2 separate regions of the Hordeum vulgare genome follow, and region 2 is linked to region 1. A link is a contact called in public Hi-C data. All regions are on one chromosome and are shown on one strand. The core of a region is the stretch at or near the end of the contact, and the rest is flanking DNA. Distances in the headings are between cores, read along the strand shown.

The links. Hi-C and Micro-C count contacts between places; a contact is called where the count stands out from the background.
Region 2: a contact with region 1 is called in a Hi-C map of leaf, with 5 times the contacts expected there. The contact joins the promoter of LOC123431400 here to the promoter of LOC123431370 in region 1. A contact is called at or near these places in 3 of 6 Hi-C or Micro-C datasets (leaf and seedling) and 1 of 1 datasets of contacts at active chromatin or transcription factors (embryo).

The regions. Positions count from the first base shown.
Region 1 is chr1H:287,760,314-287,763,455 of MorexV3_pseudomolecules_assembly, reverse strand. It overlaps LOC123431370 (E3 ubiquitin-protein ligase MARCHF9), which reads left to right and starts at 1,609. Exons shown (of 5, transcript XM_045115184.1): 1 at 1,609-2,334. The coding sequence starts at 1,952.
Region 2 is chr1H:288,022,675-288,025,816 of MorexV3_pseudomolecules_assembly, reverse strand. LOC123431400 reads right to left here and starts at 1,685. Exons shown (of 3, transcript XM_045115195.1): 1 at 1,362-1,685; 2 at 750-1,258; 3 at 1-360. The coding sequence starts at 1,491. The coding sequence ends at 241.

The DNA of each region.
Region 1 (3,142 bases), core at 360-2,859:
CAACCGCGTTATATACGCTTCCGCTTAGCGATCTACAAGGGTACGTAGATGCACTCTCCCCTCTCGTAGATGATCATCACCATGGATAGGTATTGCATGTGCGTAGGATTTTTTTTTGTTTTCCATGCGACGTTCCCCAACACTAATCCCGTGGGGGCCCGAACCTACCAAGTGTCGACTCCCTTGCTAGGTTGCCTTGGGCCTCCTTTTATAACTCAAGGGATGTCTACAGTGGCAACATTTATGATTAGATAGCTAACAGTGCTATCATACTTAACTTGACACTTAAGACAAAGCGTCATAAATGAGGCCTTAGGTGGCGAGCGGGTGTGTGTTCTCGACAAGCTCCTGCCACCTATTAGCCGACCGTGGCTTGGTGTCTTGACACGCCTCTGGACGGGTGTCAACTGGTCGTAATCTGTCTTCCGACGTGCCGCCACGTATCTAGCGAGAGCCACTTAGCCATCTGGGAGCTCGACTCCTCATCGATAAGTGACTGGTGTAGCGATGAGGCGGAGCGGTGGCAAATTGGCCCACGCTTGTCGGGGAGGCATCTTGCCGGGACTTGTCGAGGATGCGTGTGCCTTCGCCCCTCGAAGGCGCCAGGGGTTCTTGGCCTGTCTTGGGCTGCTTGTGTAGGTCTTGCCGGCGTCGTCGACCATCGGGGGCCACGTCTGCCAGAGTCTTGGTCTTCTTGATGCGGTCCTTGACCTCTCGTAGAGCAGCTTCACTAGCGTGGGCTAGGCCTTGATGGAGTGGTAGCATTCCCCGACAACCTTAGTTCGTCGGGTCGGTGGCTCATCGTCCGTGCACCATTCAGGGGAAACAAACACCCCTGTTTGTGTACCCCGACAAGGATCATACGTGAGAACATTGCGTGAGGCCATGTCTTTTTTCACCTTCTTTTTCATATTTCCTTGATCCTCGGATGATCGTTTTTGTCACTTTCTCGCGTGCTCCCTGCTTACGACCAATGGATACCAGACTCGATCTGGACATTTAAAAAAAAGACCTCAATTAAATGCGGGTTCTCTAATATAGGGAAATTAGTGTTATACTCCCTCCGTCCCAAAATTCTTGTCTTAGATTTGTCTAGATATAAATGTATCTAGTCACATTTTAGTATTTAGATACATCTATTTTTAGACAAATCTAAGACAAAATTTTTGGGACGGAGTGAGTATTATACTTCGTATATTTAAAAACTTCCACGTGGCATGGTGGGCTGCATGCAGCTGTGTCTTATCCACCACTCACCATGTCTTGCATTCGACGGCCACGGAGTAGTCTGACTACTTCCACGTGATATCACCATGTCTTATTACCACTAACATAAAACCTCATATCACTTTGTAGGGAGTAGATAACAAAACATCAAAAGTTTGATGCTAGTGGTGATATGAGGTTTTATGCATTTAACTCGGATGCACCGATATGACGCAGGAGAACGACGGGCAGTCAGCCGAGCCAAACCGACAAAGTGCGCCGCGTTCGAGTTGCTCTAAGCTCAACCAAAACAAAGCGACTACATTTGCACCCTCGTAGCATCTATCTATTCCTTTCAGTCCCAGTTCCGTCCCCACACTGTACATAGGTCCGTACACCTCCTTGCCCCAGATCCGAACCGGCTGCGATTCCCTCTGCTCCTCCTCTCCGACGCCATTTCACTGACACCCGCTTGCGGCGACATCCTCACCCCACCCGTCAGTGACATTTCCGCTCGGCGCATAGGCCCCGTACTTATCCAGATTCGCCCCACAGCCGCAGCTTTCCCACCCATCCCCATCTCCCCGCCGGCGTAGCCCCACCATCGCCCGTCCCTCGCCGCAGCCAGTAGCCGCAGGAGTAGGTGCGGCCCCCCCACCTCCCGTTCCCTTTTCCGAAAGGAAAACGCCCCTTCGCACGCGAGGTGTTCGACGGTGAGCCGCATAGGAGTAGGCAGGCGCAGCCCATGTCGAGCGCAGCCGCCGGATCGGAGTCGGGCCCTGGCCCGTGCACCGCTCACGAGCCAGCCATGCAGCAACCACCGCAACAGCAGGAGGTGGTCGCCGCCGCGGCTGAGGTGCAGGCGCCATCACCGGGATCAGTGGTCGTGGCCGCGGCTGAAGTGCCGGCGCCGTTGGTCGTGGCCACGGCTGAGGTGCCAGCGCAGGCGCCCGGGGCGGTACTCACCATCGTGATCTCGAAGCTGGAGGATGAGGCTCGCCAGCAAAAGGGCGTCGCTCCGGCCTCGCTGCCCCCTCTGGAGGTCGGGGACGACAGCGACATGGTTGCCGTGGCGGCAGCGAAGGAGGCCGAGCTGGCGAGATCCGACAGCTTCGACGAGCAATGCAGGTATACCTGTCGGTGGTCGGTTTATGTCCTCATGTGAAACGTTGGATGTTTCGTCTGATCCTGCTCAAACTGCGAACCGAGGAGGGAATAGGAAACGTTCGTGGCCGAAGATCTTTCCGATTTGTGTGGTTGCTGCGTTAGATTTCGTATACTAACCATTTCGTGGGCAAATTATCAGCGAGGGATTCACTGATCCTGCCTTTGTGCAAGGAATATGTGGGGGGTTGGCTGCTCATCCTGCATGAAATCTATGTCCGTAACCTGACTCCGAAAGGAAGGCCTAGGTAATGTAAATTGGTACCACATATGACACAGACCATCTGTGATGTGATTCTCATATGTATTTCGTGGAGATTCTAGCACATGGATCAGTCCAAGTGGGTATGCTAATATCCTACTACCTCCTTTCCAGATTATAAGGCTTGCACGTATCCCTAGATTTATAATTTGACCAAGATAAGATGAGTTGTATAGTCTAAAAATTATACCATTAGAAAGTAGACGGTTTGAAGTTTCTCATGACATATTTTTTGTGATATATAACTTGTATTACGATGGTCTATTTGTCAACCTAGGGATACACGCAAGCCTTATAAACCGGAAAGGACGTAGTAGGTAAGATTCTAGCATACGGACATAGATTTCGTGCCAAGGAACACGGTGCTAATTCCTCGTTTAGCCCTGATCTTGCTCCCGGCTATAAACTTGTAATCTATGAGAGCCAGGTTAAGCTTCTGAATGCGGTTGAGTTTTTGTTTTATTCTTAAGAATCAGCCCAAATGATTGATTTAATTGAAGTAACACAAAG
Region 2 (3,142 bases), core at 436-2,935, 260 kb before region 1:
GAATCCATCCTCATCTGCATACACATACAGCCGGCCCGGCCACGGTCCCAATTATTTACACCCAGTATATCGTGCATTATGTACAAACACGACACGTGATCTATGTTATACGTACATGACAACCACTACCAAGGCTGCTGATTTGCTATAACGCATGAGCTAGCTTTTTCTTCATCAGATGTACGTAGTTGAATCCAGCAGCTTGTGCTTGATCCGAGAGTTGAATCGCGGGCGGGTGGATCAGAAGCCGTCGTAGAAGCCACCGAACGATATGTTGGCCCTTGTGGACGCGCCTGCCCCCATCATAGATGACATGGCCTGGTTCAGCCTCGATGTCTGCTGCACCACCTGCTGAATTCTCTGCACATCCACAGATCAACAGCATATGTATTACTTCAGCCAGTCTTCTCTTGGACAAATAATATTTCAAGATTCAGTTCCACAAGAAGCGGATGGCGGTCAAATCCGGGAAGAAAACTGCGGACTGCGGTGTTGGAATGGGTCCAATTAGGCCGTGCACCATGCGTCTGTGACAGACTTCGTCAATCGGATATCTGTCGGCTCAATCTACTGAAGGTGCTCATAGTCATAGAGACAGGGAGTTCGTGTATGTGAGTGTGTACGGTGTTTCTCGGGAGAAAAAAAGGCATAGTTGATTGATATTGTAATTGATTTAAGTTGAGTTATTACTAATAGGAAAAGGATTCTGATGCTCTGGATCGGATTAGGTGGCGACAGAGTCAGCAAACCTTATCATCGCCAAGGAACTGCAGCTGGATCTTCTGCTGCTGCTGATGCTGGTGCTGCTTGTGGTGCTGCAGCCTGCCGCCGACGAGGAACACGCAGACGGTGGCCGCCGCCACCCCGAACGAGCAAAGCGCCCCGACCGCGTTCACGCGCAGCTTCCCCACGCTGAACACCACGCACTCCGGCGGCGCGCCGTCCTCCTCCTTCTTGCCCTCTTCCTCCTCTCCCGCGGCGAACTCGTGAGGAGGAAGCGCTGATTCCACTGCCTCTGCCGCAGCCATCTGCTTGCCATCGTCGTCCACCTCCTTGGCGTCGTCACAGGCCTGGAACTTGTCCTGCCCGTCGCCGTCAGAGACTAGCAGCTCCGTCACCGTGGGTTCTTCATCTTTACCCTCTTTAGTTGATCTGGGCTCGGCCGGCACGACGTCGACGCCGATGTCCTTACACTCGTCAACATTACCAGCGTCCACTTGTGACGGGGGAGGCAGGATCGGTTCCTCGGTTTCGTGATCTGGAGTACGCACGCAATCAATTACAGTTACAATTACAAATACAGGGATTGGAACATGAGTGGAAACCGAAGTAAAAAAAATCGTGATCAAGAGCGAGCTTACCGGCAAGAACCTCGCCGCTGCCGTGGGCACGGGATGCAGCCCTGCTCTCGGCGTAGAAGCTCCTGTGTTCGTCAGGCAGCACCTCCCAGTCCCACACGTCCTGGACGGAAGGAGCGCCTCCTCCCTCCATGGCAGACAAATCGACGGACGCAACCGCAAAGGCTAGAGGATCAAACCTGAACCTGGTTGCTTGCTGCTGCTGGACGGATCAACTATTGGCAGGGGAGCAAGGAGCCAGAGGGAGAAAGCTATATATGGGTGGGCACTCACACACACACATGGGCATGGGCACATCAGCATCAAGGAGCCAGCCAGCTCCTTGCACCAAGGGAGAAGGCAGAGGAGGGCTTGTGTGTGGGCTTATCCTTCCTGCTAGGGGACAAGGGTGGGGGCCTACCACCCGGGAAGGAGAGGGTTTCTACATCGTTCTAGCAAGTTGCCGTGCATTATTCACGATAGAAATGCTTGGGACACGAGGACTTTTCAGATTTCTGCCATGGTTGAAATGCTTATGTGTGGCTACTGTAAAACCGGTGAAACGTTTTTTGGGAATTTTGGGCGATTAACATGTGTCGCCTCTCTCAAAAAGCTTGCAAATTGACGTGTATCCTGTTAACGTTCCTGGCAATAGAAAATTCAATGACACTCCCGGCACCGGCAGGGCAGAGGGTGATGCTGATTCTTGGGAAAAGTTCAAAATACGGGTCAATTTGGTACGACAGAAAGCAAGGCGTGCGTAGCTTGCAGGTTAGATTACATTACATTGCATTACAGACGTATTCGACGTTACGACACTACATACCGTGATTCCACTGCAGGGCTACAAATGAAATGCTCCACTAATTATCAATGACGCGGAAATGAATTAGGTCAGAAGCTTCCGCGGGAAATCCACATCAAGAGGTTGAGATGTGACCCAAGATAGATGGCGATCGATGGATAATCACGCAGGAGCAGAAACCATATAGGGGCAGTAATTCAGAACGCACGCAAACGCAGAGAGGAGTGTGAAAAAATTATCAGCTCGTCAGCAGGGCCTTTCATCATGACAAGTTTATTTAGAGACTGTTCGGACTCTCTCCGTTCCGCAACTCCACATCAGAGCGGAGTGACACCTAGTTATATTCTGAGGAATTGCTAACAGGACGCTCCTCGCGCTCTGCTCCGTGGCGGGCTGCCGAACAGGGGCTTAATGAGCCATATAGGATACTAAATTAACAAATTAAACCATCAACACAAGCTTAGCAAAATCACAAATAAGGTTGATAATTGAAAAGGATGCAAACAGCATTTACCAAAATCTTATCAGATCAAACTTAAAATAAGGCTTTGCCGGATTATTAAGCATTCATTTAGTAACAAGTGCCTCTTCAATAAAGTTGAATTCATTAATAGATCATCCTGTAAGGACATCTCGCCATGTCATCAGCCAACGCCTTAACATACAACTACTTCAATGAATTGTATTTAGTTTGTTTAAAAAGATGTGAGGTAATAAATAATGTGCTCTCTCATTCTACATTGAAGCTTGTGCAAGAGTGTTGGTTAATTTACATACAACCTTACTCTCTTTCCTTATTTATTGCAAGACACATCATCAAAAATCCTATGTGTCATAATTACCAACAACTATCTTACAACCATTGGAGATGCCCTAACTCAAATTCTTTGATCGCTACAGCGCCCGGCCAACAGGGAGAAGTATACTATATTTGAACCAAAACATATTGAAGCTTTACTAAGATCATATACCAGTTGCTTATTCTTCATATCCTTCATCA